Linked DNA regions of Mus musculus: all the other regions are linked to region 1. The links are chromatin contacts, called in public Hi-C, Micro-C and promoter capture Hi-C maps. All regions are on one chromosome and are shown on one strand. Each heading gives the region's core, a stretch centred on a gene start, on an enhancer-like site or on the middle of the called end of the contact. The rest is flanking DNA. Distances are from core to core; before and after follow the strand shown.

Region 1 (2,890 bases), core at 167-2,666:
CATTATACACTTTTATTTGAAATGAATATTCACTAAGTAAAAATGTAAAAATTTGTGCGGTTGGTGGTTCCTGCCTGTAATCCCAGCATTTAGGAGGCTGAGGCAAGTTCATAAATTCGAGCCCTGACTCAGCTACATACTGAGGTTTGAGGCCAGCCCAGGCTATATAATGATATCCAACCCACCCAAGCCCTCACCACCGAAGTAAATGTCTTTCTAAGAGTAAACAAGCTACGGACGTATAAAAAGAGCAACACAGAAAGATGGAAGGCAGCCATGCAAGAAGAGCGAGCTTCCTCCTGTGGAAGGGATAGCAGTGCAAAGGTCCTGAGGCCGGAGGCAGGTGGGATGAGCAGGGGGGTAGATTGACACCTGGGATAATCAACCAGGAGGCTAAGGAGGAACCAGTTAGACAGACAGGTGGAAGGGGCCCAATCAGGAGGGCTCTGGACACCAAGATGAGCACTTTTTTTTTTAAAACAAGGAATGAGGTGGAGCCAGGGTAGGGCTTGAAGCCAAGAGGCCTCTGGCCAGACTTGGCGATTCACAGGCTAGAGCTCTGGCTGTAAGTGGTAACAGAGCGGGATAGGAATGGAAACCAAACAAGGTGGGACTGGGCCTACTGTAGCTGGACAAGAGGCTGAAGGCCGAAGAGGGGTGGGGAGAAATCCCTGGGCTGGGTCCCAAAGCCAGAGGCTCGTTCACATTGTGTTCTCCAACAAGGACGACAACCACGCCTGGCTTGCAGAGGTGGGTGCAGGGCTGGCTGGCACAAGAACTCGTCCTACACTGCAATGTATGGTCATTTCCCGTCCTGAGGCTCGGCAGGCTTCCCAGTATCAAAAACGCTGATGAGCCCTGCCCCTGTGCTGTTCTGGGGGAAACCCCTTGCCTGGGAGCAGGGGGCTCCCCAGGCCTGAGGGACTTGCCCAAGCGCACACAGCACTGCTAGGAGCCGGGTGGGCTGGAATCTGACGTGGTCTGCACGATTAGGCTGGGGAAGTCTCCATACACACGCGCGCGCGGAAAAGTGAACGCTTCTAAGGCAGGAACTGAGGTTCTGAGGCTGGGTGGGGAGAACGGGAAGAGGCTTTCCACCCTCCAGCTGTGGTTCCCCGACCCCACCCCCAGACTTCCGCCCCAGGCCAGTTCTTCCCAGCATCAGCCTGTCACCCACCTCCATCCCACTTCTCAGAGACTCTTCTGGGTCCAGGGGAGAAGCCCAGGGTGTTTAAACTTGTTTGCTCATTTGTTTTGAAGACAAATTCTCACTCTGCATTCCAGTGGCCTGGAATTCATTATGTAGCCCAAGCTGGCCTCGAACTCATGCCAATCCTCCTGTCTCAGCCTCTGGGATGTGAGGCGTGCGCTATCACGCCCCGCCCAGGCTGCTCATTTTAAATAAAAATTTTCTTCTGTCTCCCAGCCGGACTCTTTCCCCAGCCATCCTAGGCCTAGGCCCGCGCTCGCGTCCATGTCCCCCTCCCGGCGGGGGCGGCGCCGTGACGCGCGGGGCGGGAGCAGGAAGGGGGTGTCGCTGACGCCGAGGCGGCCTCCGGCGGCTCCGGCCTTTTGTGCGGGTGGCAGGGTCCGGTGGAGGCGGCGGCCGAGGCAGGCGAGGCCCGGGAGGCCCATCTCAGAGCAGCCGGCCGGGTCCTGCCCTGCAGCCGGGGCGCCGCATCCATGTTCGAGTAAGCACCGGGCCTCGGGGTGGGAAGCGGGGACGGTGGTGCGATCGGGCTGCGGCAGAGGGCCGGAGCTGGGTTTCCAAGCTGGTGCATGTAGGAGCGACCCCGCTGGGGACCAGAAGGGGTACACGTGAGGGATTGCAACCTGGCGGCGAGACCCAAGATTGGGGCGTCACTACCGGCCTGGGACGCATATGGGCAGCGGGGAGCTCCTCTAGGCCCTGATCGTCCCCCTACGGGGAGCCCTGACCCAACACCCAGATGAAAGGGCCGCGAGCAGCCCCACCCCCCATCCCCATTACTGGGCAGGCCCCGCAGATCCTCCGGTCGGTGGTCCCCGTTTGTCGTGGGGGCTGGGGAAAAGGAGCTTCTTTGAGCCTGAGATCTCGGCGGGGTGGGGGTCGGGTGTGTTCTGCCCCCCTCCCGCCCCCGCCACTCCTGCCTGGTCACCTGTGCCTGCGGGTTTCCGTTTGTGATTGTGCTCAGCGTGGTGTGTGTGTGTGTGTGTGTGTATGTGTGTGTGTGTGTGTGTGTGTAACAGCTGGGATTCTTTGGGGCAATGTTGTGTGGCTGTCTGTATGTTATCTATCATCTTCTGTGTGATGGCTACCACCCAGGTCGAGTGCATCTGGTGCTCTTGGACCCACTGTGGTTGTGTGTGAGACGTGTCTCATTTTCTTTGTGGCACCGTGTGCAAATCACACATTCTGAGCTTGTGCCTCATTGTGACTTGTACAGCATTCCGCTTCAGTCTCTTGGCTGACTGTACCTATAATTCACCATGAATTACGTCTGTGAGTTACCTCCGTGAGCTCTCATTGTGATTTGAGTATGTGTGCATGTGGTTGGGGCTCAGCTGCTGTGCGCCTGACATCCACATTTGGATGTCTTTTGGTTCCGTGAACAAGTAGAAATTGCATGTGTCTACCGGTGACAGTGTGGTGTCACTGGGCCCTGTGGGTGGCTCACTTACCTCTGATTCCGTCTGTGGGAAAGTCCCAGTGTATCCAAATGTGGCATTGTTGCATGCCTTGGGTGTGTGTGGGAGATTGTCTCTGTCTCTCAGACCCTTTGTGGCTTTGTCTGTTGAAAGAGACAGAGACCCCTTGTGGTTTTCTCAGCTGAGAACCCTCCCTCCTGGGATGTTGGGTGTAAACTTAACTGCTTTGCAAAGCCTGCCCCTCCTCATGCTGACCCTTCAA
Region 2 (2,890 bases), core at 118-2,617, 3.2 Mb before region 1:
TTGGAAGAGCAGTCGGGTGCTCTTACCCACTGAGCCATCTCACCAGCCCCACAACCACCCTTTTTTAACTTTTCTTTATTTCTCTGTAATAAATTTGCCTTCATTTCAGTTACTCCTCTAAGTGTTTATGTCTTTCATCTTTATCACTGTGAGAACGTCAACTTTGTAGCCCCTGACCTGGGTGGACCTTTAATGATCACTGAGTCTCTAGCACCCTAGGATCTGGGGCCAAGCACAACCCAGTCCTGAAAGATTTTGTTGTTTTCAAATACTGCATCAAAATCTACATCCATACTTTCCCCTAATGCTGAGGGTGAACCCAATGCCTGTCCTGTGCTAAGTAAGTGCTTTACCACTAAACTGGATTTCAGCCTGATACAACCATTCCTGCCTCCGGGTTTCAGACCTCGAGTCTGGGCAATCCTGACAGCTTCCCAAGTACTGCCAAATAAGCCCTTGTTTAAAACAGGGAGTTTGGAATGTTCTTAGATAAATCCTATCTTCTCTAGTTTTCTGACAATGAAACATTTGATAATTATTCACCTTTTGTGTGTGTGTGGTTTTTTTTTTTTTTTTTTTTTTTGAGACAGGTTCTATGTAGCCTTGGCTAGCCCTGGATTTGCTATGTAGACCAGGCAGGGTTCAAATTCATAGAAATCTGCCTGCTTCTGTCTTCTGAGTGACTGGGACTTAAAGGTATGCACCACCACTCCCAGCCTAAAACATGTGTCTTAACCTCCCAAACTCTCATTGCAAAACCCTGGGGCTGTAATATGTGCCCCTGACAAGTTGAGTAGTACTCTATCTCCGAGCTACGATCTCGGGTCCCTTTCGCCTATTTGTGTTTTGCTGTGTGCTGTCATGTAGTCCTCCTCAGGTTTTGTTTTAAAATTCCTTTTTTTTTTTTTTTTTTTTCCTTTTTCTTTTAGGGATCTTAGCTCTTGATCTAACCCGGAGGGTAATTATCTGGACATCCACTTCCATTGGGTCGGGGTACTCTCTCCTTCTCTCTTCTACTTTCCCCTCCTACCATCTGCCACAAATGGCACTACATCATTACAGTGATTTGTGACAGTAGTATTCTGTTGGCACCGCTCACGAAGCAATCCCTGAGGGTGCTAGTACTATCCCGCTCCTACATCGTCTGTCAGGTGTGATGTCTAGCGATCAATGGTTCTATCATTAATTTCAATGATAAATACGCGAGGACGCAACCGAGCCCCTCAGCAGGGTTCCGACTAGGTCTGGAAACAGGGAGGGAACGCAGAGCTTCGCCGCCGCCCATCCAGCACGAGGGGAGGGTGGGCTCCGGCCGGGGAAACCGCAGCGACCGCCTGGGGCGGGGGCGGGGCCGCCCGCCGACGTCACTTCCGGTGTACACAGCCGGTCCGGGCGGTGCGCCGGAGCCGGGGCGCTTCGCAGGTGAGGTACGGTCGCCAGCGGGCTCGGGTCGGCGGGGACTGGCTAGGGGTAGCGGGCGGCGGGTCGCAAGGGCGACTGGCATCGAGGCGAGCTCGCGGGGTGCCGCTTCCCTCGGCGCCGTCCCTCGCCCGCCTGCTGTGGAGGACGCCGGGCTCGGCGGGCGCTGGCCGGGCGGACGGAAGCCCGGAGGGGCCTCTCGGCGCGCGCCCGGGACGAGACCCTGAGGGGCGCGTTGGCGCTGAAGGACGCGGCTGCCTTGGGCCGCCGCGGGGGATCCGCTCCCGGAAGCTCGGGGCGCCGTGCGCCCGGGGCTGGCGGCCTGTGGGCGACCTGGGTCCACGGGCACAGGCGGGCGCCGCTGCCCTCAGGCCGCCCCGCGGCTCCCCGGCCGGCCGCGCGCCCCTTCCTGGCTCCCTCTGAGCCCGTGGGCGCGGCGGGGGTCAGAGGAGGGCCGAGGCTGGGCTAGGACTGAGGAAGGACCCACACCCGTCGGGCGAGCGCCGGGGTCAGGGGTGTGTCTTCCTGCTCCTCGTGGAGCAGGGGAAAAAGAGCATGCCTGTTTGGCATGATAAGAATTTTGTTTATACTTTAACCAAAATTGCCTGGGAAACGATCAGCCTGGGGAGCCCCCAGTTTGAAAATAGATTGTCCTTGCCCTTCCCCACCCGTTGCCATTATGAAAGCGATTCATTCTTCTGTCCTTGTAAAAAACACTCGCCACTGTATACAAAGTGTCAGGAGGGAAAATGACCACGGCGACTCGGTGACAACCGCTCCTAACATTTTGGTGACATCAGTAAGTGCAGATATATATACTGTCACTCTTAGAGGTTTTGTAGTAGAACATCGAGTACCATAATTTATCCAAACTCTAATGAATATTTGATTGTCCCTGTCACAAGAAAAAACACTTGTGGCAAAAAGGATTTATTTGATTATTGTCTTCGGCTAAATTTACAAATGGGGGTCAAAGGTAACATTCCGTTTTTCTCCTTGTGGATATGCTTGGAAACCTCAAACGCACTGTTGTAGAAAATTACATCTGTGTTTGCTTCTCATAATTGCTTTAACATTTTTAACCTTTTTTAAAAAATTTGTTTATTTACTCATACTTATTTTGAACAGACCCCCACGGTGTAGACCAGATTGGCCTTAAGCTCACAGAGATCTCTCTGCTTCAGTTTCTCAAGTGCTAGAATTAAAGACACAGGCCAAGAGGCCTTGCCTTTGTATTTGTTTTTATTTTTAAGACATATTTCCCAAGTGGCAGTATAGTCATCCAGGTAACCATTGTTGTCTTATTATCTTATTTTAGGCTTAAAGTTCTAAGAATGTATTTGTAAAAGACTACTTGCGAGCTTGATTCGGTGTGCGTTTGGAGGTTTTTATGTGCCTTGAAAATAGTAAGTTTTTCCTTGTAATCTTTAAAAAGATCATTTCTTTTACAAGTTCAGAGAATACTTTCTTT
Region 3 (2,890 bases), core at 269-2,768, 3.1 Mb before region 1:
CTGCCACCCCAGTGCTAGATGTCCAGCACTGTTTGGGAAGCTTAGCAAGTATCAAGACTTACACATATTTCCCGCAGTCCCCCGCAAACACTTCACCTCACCTACTCGTCCTCATTTGAAGTCTCCCTTGTCCCTCGGACTTGTGGATAAGAATCCAGTTTTTCTAGGAAGTTGGATCCTAAAGTGCATATCTTGCCCTTTCTCTCTAGGCGATTATGGATCCCTCACTCATTCCATCCTCTATGTCCGTCTCCTCCTGCTTGACTGAAGCTCCCTCCCTCAGGACCTGCTTTAGCTCACTGAGCTAACTGATCCATTAGGCAGTGTGTCAGATAAAGTCCCTGCTCCATGTGGACTTGTTCAGTGGCTCCTCATCTCTAAACAGAAATCAAAATTCTCACAATGATTTGTAAGCCACTGGGTGAATTCCCTTCTCTAATGTCACCTCTATGACTTCTTCCCCTAATCTGCTCCACTCCAGCCACATGTGTCTTCTGTTTGTGGGACATCTATGGGTGCTGTTTGTGGGACATCTATGGGTGCTCTTGTCTCAGACTTTGCAGTGTCTTTTCCCTTTGACTGAACACTTTCCTTCCAGGTAGCCAACTGGCTCATTTCTTCCCCTTCATGCTTTTACTCAAATATAATAAAGAGTGAATTTTTTTTTCTTAACCATTTAGTTAAAGGAAATGCTTATTTCCAACCTGCCTTTAAATATATATACATATAATTTCATTTTTATTGTGTGGTGGATATTTTATTAATTATGTGTGGGAGTGGACATACAATTTTTATTATGTGTGTGGGGTGGGTATATAATTTTAGCATTAATTATGTGTGGGGTGGGTATGAGCATAAGGATGCAAGTGCCATTGGTATTCCCATTGGTTGCAGCGGGAGTTACAGGCAGTTATGAGTACTGGGAACCCAATTCAGGTCCTCTGCAAGGGAACTATGTGTTCTTAACCACAGTTTCATCTCTGGGGCTTCATCCAGTTTGCCTCTTCTCAGGAGCACTTGCCAGCTCTGAAATCCCATAAATTCTATTTACTTATTTGGCTTACGTACCCACAACACTTGCTTTAGTACCTCTAACCAGGAAGGCATTCCATAAAGTTCTGCTAAATTGGGCTCAGCCGGTAAGAGCACTCAACTACTCTTCCGAAGGTCCTGAGTTCAAATCCCAGCAAACACATCCGTAAGGAGATCCGACTCCTTCTTCTGGAGTGTCTGAAGACAGCTAGAGTGTACTTACATATAGTAAATAAATTCTTTAAAAAAAAAAAGTTCTGCTGAATTGAATACATGAATGAATGAAAGAAGCAAGCGGATCTGGCACGAGAAACTCCGCCTCTGCCCTTCAAGTCACTTCCGAACAGAAGCCAGCCAAGGTTCATCGCAAGTGGCCACACTTGTGTTACAGAGAGGCCAGCAGAGGCCCCCAGATCTACAGCTGCCGGCAAGGTCGCCTAGCGGACGCGGAGGACAGAGGTGGGGCGGGGCCGGAGGCGGGGCGGGGTCGGACGCCTGCGCCATAAAGCCCGCTGCGCGCACTGGTACCGACTTGCCGCGCGCCGCCGCTCCTCTTTCCTTCCTCTTCCGAGCACGTCCTGCTCCGTGTACCTCTCGGGTCCCTCGCCATGGCTGCGCTCACCCGGAACCCGCAGTTCCAGAAGCTCCTGGAGTGGCACCGCGCGAACTCTGCCAACCTCAAGCTGCGCGAACTTTTTGAGGCGGATCCGGAGCGCTTCAACAACTTCAGGTGCACGCACGGGGTCGGGGCTCCCGTGACCCCCCCCCCCCCAGCAGCCCTGCAGGGCCCAGGCCGGGGCCGCACTTTGTCCTTGATGCCTCCTTGGAGTGGGTTTTGGGACCCGCGTGCTAGCCAGAGGGCCGAGGCTGCTTAGTCATTAGGAGGAATCGGCTCCTCCTTGGGGATCCCTTCGCCCCCGCCTCTCAGTCTCAGCCATTTGAGTAGGGATTTCTAACCACCCATGAGGAGGAGCAGCCGCTGCTGGCTCGACAGGCACGAGAGAGCTGTCCCCTCCCACCTGCTCCTAGTGGGCTTTGGTCAGACAGGGTGGGTAAGGCTGAGATTTCCTGGGAGCCACGGTGTAAAAATAGAGCGGCGGAGGCAGGATGCAGAGGCCAGAGAGACTTGTGAGCGACTGCGAAATAGAAGGGAGGGTGGAAGAAATCGTACATGTGATGCATCTTCGTGCCTTGTCACTGATGCCAGGAGGCGAGGGACCTGGGATGACCACCTGTGGTTCCTCACTGGACGTCCCTGATACCTCTCCCTGGGTGTTTCCTTGTAAGTTTGAGATGTGGAGCTTGAAGGGGGAAGTTCTGCCCAGGATCTGTCTACATCTTCTTTCTGTGGCGTGGCTTCCTACACTACTTAACACTGCTACAGGTCAGCCTTTGTGGCCAGGCACTGCCGCTGGGGTGTGACCAGCAGCGTCTCCATCTTTCTGCAGCTTGAACCTCAACACCAACCATGGGCATATTCTGGTGGACTACTCCAAGAACCTTGTGAACAAGGAGGTGATGCAGATGCTGGTGGAGCTGGTAATGTTCTGACTGGGGAGTTGTGATCTCTGGGTTGGGTTGTGGGTGGGGGCTGCGCTTTGTTTTGGGTTCTAGGTCCCGGTGTGGAGTTGGTATCCCAGGGATCTCCAGGCCCCCTGCTGATTGAGCAGACTCTTTGAAGATGCTGGAAAAGGAATCTGTCTATGAAGAACATCTGTCAGCCTCAAGGGGGGGGGGGAGTGGGGGGGGAGGGGGGCTGGACTTGTGATAGGTGATGAGGATGGGGGATGGGATACAAGACCTCAGCAGTGGCTTCTCTCCCTAGGCCAAGTCCAGAGGCGTGGAGGCTGCACGGGAC
Region 4 (2,890 bases), core at 171-2,670, 3.0 Mb before region 1:
GTGATAGAGTATGATACCCAGAATTCTCCTCTAGCCTGCAGCTGCCAGTGGCCATGGGTTACTGGGTTCCTGAAAGGAAAGCTGGGGATGGATGGGAAGGATGACTAGAGAAATAACAAGCCAAGGCAAAGTTCTCTGAACAAGGCTCAATATAGTCTTAAATTTAAAGGGGGGAGACCCATCCCCCACTTTGTCAGGATCACCTCAGGAAAGCAAGCTCAGCTGTTCTGCAGGTAGCTTCTTGCAGGAAGCTGCAGATGTGGCAGACAAAAGACTTCACCTAGGTCAGAAGACTCCACCCTGGGTGGGCTAGCCTACTGTGGCAGAAACCGGTCTGATTCAGCCAGCTCAAGGCTGGGGGGAAGGGCACACTAGCCTCCACATGTAGTGTGTGTACATGTGGCAGACACACAGGAAACAGTCTCATAACTGATGCTGACTGTACCGGAGTCAGCGTGAATCAGAGAACTTCTTTACAGTCAGTTCCAAGACAGAAAAGTAGAGGAAAATTAGTGTTTCTGTGACCTGATTTCCATCTGAGGCATTCTAGCTCCATGGCTTATCCTCAGAGTGTTACCAGCCATGAATGATTGACAAACAATGGTCAACAGAAGCAAGAGCGTTAGCAGTCATGAGTGGTTGACAAAAGCCACAGTATATTTCATCAATTTGGTGGGTGCAAAAATAATAGCAGTTTTTGCATTGCTGAAAATTTTAATATTGGAATATAGTTGTAAGGTTTATTGTTATTTTTTGTTATGTGTATGAGAATGTATTTGTGAGGATGTAAGCAGTATGTGTGTCTGTTTTCCTGCTGAGGCCAGAAGAGTGTGTTAGATCCCTAGTAGGTGGAGTTACAGGTAGTGTTGAGCTGCCTAATATGAATGCTGACAGCTGAACTCAGGTCCTCTGCAGTAGCAGTATGTGCGCTTAACCTCTGGGCCATCGGTCCAGCTCATGGAGTATATTGATAAATGTGGCTATGTTGTATGTCGTTTAATATGTGTTTCCTGCTTTTTTTTCTTTCTTTCTTTTGTTTTTTCGAGACAGGGTTTCTTCTCTGTGTAGCCCTGGCTGTCCTGGAACTCACTCTGTAGACCATGCTGGCCTCGAACTCAGAAATCCTCCTCGTGTGCCACCACTTCCCGGCCGGGTCATAGCTTTTTTAACCTTTAAATAAAGAGCTTTTGTTGGGAATTCAAACCGAGGTCTTTAGAAGGTGACCCTAGGCATCTCAGGCTGAGAGCTGGTTTGTGTTCCTCTGGAATTGTGTGAGAAGTAATCCCAGGACTCAGGGTGTCGCCTGAGCCCATCCCGGGGCGGGATGGCGGCCGCACTGCGCAGGAGCGGAAGCTGCGCTGCCCTTCCCCCACCGACTTCCGGCTGCCGCTCTGGTTCTCCCGCCTCCGACTGTGAGGCGGCTCGTAGACGTCCCGCCATGGCACTGTCGCGGGGGTTGCCCCGGGAGCTGGCCGAGGCGGTGTCCGGCGGCCGGGTGCTGGTGGTTGGCGCGGGTGGGATCGGCTGTGAGCTGCTCAAGAACCTGGTGCTCACTGGCTTCTCCCACATCGACCTGGTGAGGCCCGGGCTCCGGGTGAATGGCGGTCTGCCTGCGGGGCCCGGTTCCGGGCGGGAGTCAGGGCGGCGCGGCCCGAGAGGCCTGGGGTTAGGATCACCGTGCGGGAAGCGGGTTGGTGGGACGCGGGACTCCGGCTCTCCGGACCTCCTGTTCGCGGCCCTCGGCTCCCTGGGCCTGCGCGCGCCGCCTCCCGAGGCAGTTTCCCCAGTTACACTGGGATGCAAGAAGAGACCCTGTAGATGCTGTGACTTTAATTCAAATATTCTCCAACTTAAAATAACGATCCCGCGGCCGAGCGGTTTGCAGCCACCAGCCACAGCACGCCGGGCGTGCACACGTGCATTCATTCCCGAGTCTGCCACCGGCCCTCAGGTTGCAAGTGCTGTCTGCATCCCGTTTTATTTTTAACAGATGAGGAAAGTGAGACGCTATGAGGTTGAGTAACTTACCCTGGGGGCACGCCGTAAGTGGCTGGTTAGACTCCTTGGGGCTCGCGCTCCTCTGGTCTGGGCATCGTGCAGATCCGTGTTTATGTCATTATAGATACTCCCTGGGGTTTGCAGGATTGGGTGACAGACTGTAATCCGTGCATCGAGAGACTGTAGAACTGGAAGTTTGAGGTCCGCTTGGGCTACGTAGCAACATCTTACCCAAGAAATTAAAAAAAAATTTTTTTTTTTGGTTGTCAGGATTCTTAAGTTTTGCGTTAGCGTAATGTGCAATGACAGGAAACCCCTGTAATTTGTGAATGTGTTGGAGATATTATATGAACCTTGGATGTGAATTGAAGATGCCTTAAGGTTTAACAGAAACACGGGATGAAATTGCAGGTGTCAGGGTTTCAGCTGAGGCAGAATTGGAGGGAAACATTCTTCATTGGTCAGGCTTCACACCCAGTTTTGGTCCATAGAAAATAGTATAATCCATAATATGCTAGTGACGCTTGATGCTATTTTAAGAGTAGATTTTTCAATAGACAGGAGTGAATTGAAAAAGTAAATGCTTGTTCTCTGTTTTAATTTTCTTTGGTTAAATTTTTATAGTGAACTTTGAAGTACAAATGAATATTTCAATGATTATGTTCCATAATTTTCCCATACTACTCTAAACTTTAGAATGTTTGATGATGAGAACATTTTGTTGCTTATGTAAGTTTGTTGAAATAGAATGTAAATGATGTTAATTCTTTTCCCCTTTAAAGTAGCAATTAGATTAAAATTTAATTTTACTTTAAACTTTTTCCTTTATTTTACGTGTATGGGCCATTTGCCTGCATTGTGTCTGTGCCTGGTGCCCCCAGAGGCCAGAAGG

What was found. Promoter capture Hi-C pulls out the DNA fragments that hold promoters and counts their contacts. Hi-C and Micro-C count contacts between places; a contact is called where the count stands out from the background.
Region 2: a contact with region 1 is called in a Micro-C map of embryonic stem cells, with 5 times the contacts expected there. The contact joins the promoter of Garre1 here to the promoter of Gramd1a in region 1. A contact is called at or near these places in 1 of 39 promoter capture datasets (second pharyngeal arch cranial neural crest) and 1 of 484 Hi-C or Micro-C datasets (embryonic stem cells).
Region 3: a contact with region 1 is called in a promoter capture Hi-C map of pre-B cells. The contact joins the promoter of Gpi1 here to the promoter of Gramd1a in region 1. A contact is called at or near these places in 3 of 39 promoter capture datasets (the HPC-7 cell line, cranial neural crest and pre-B cells).
Region 4: a contact with region 1 is called in a Hi-C map of embryonic stem cells, with 2.5 times the contacts expected there. The contact joins the promoter of Uba2 here to the promoter of Gramd1a in region 1. A contact is called at or near these places in 1 of 39 promoter capture datasets (stem cell-derived epiblast-like cells), 1 of 484 Hi-C or Micro-C datasets (embryonic stem cells) and 4 of 115 datasets of contacts at active chromatin or transcription factors (acute myeloid leukemia, embryonic stem cells and pro-B cells).

The regions. Positions count from the first base shown.
Region 1 is chr7:31,149,697-31,152,586 of GRCm38.p6, reverse strand. Gramd1a (GRAM domain containing 1A) reads left to right here and starts at 1,416. Exons shown (of 19, transcript NM_027898.4): 1 at 1,416-1,691. The coding sequence starts at 1,684.
Region 2 is chr7:34,312,024-34,314,913 of GRCm38.p6, reverse strand. Garre1 (granule associated Rac and RHOG effector 1) reads left to right here and starts at 1,367. Exons shown (of 14, transcript NM_172741.3): 1 at 1,367-1,422.
Region 3 is chr7:34,228,964-34,231,853 of GRCm38.p6, reverse strand. Gpi1 (glucose-6-phosphate isomerase 1) reads left to right here and starts at 1,518. Exons shown (of 18, transcript NM_008155.4): 1 at 1,518-1,762; 2 at 2,481-2,571; 3 at 2,858-2,890. The coding sequence starts at 1,641. It overlaps Gm12762 (a long non-coding RNA gene), which reads left to right. Exons shown (of 2, transcript XR_881947.3): 2 at 1-672.
Region 4 is chr7:34,167,059-34,169,948 of GRCm38.p6, reverse strand. It overlaps Uba2 (ubiquitin-like modifier activating enzyme 2), which reads left to right and starts at 1,420. Exons shown (of 17, transcript NM_016682.2): 1 at 1,420-1,576. The coding sequence starts at 1,439.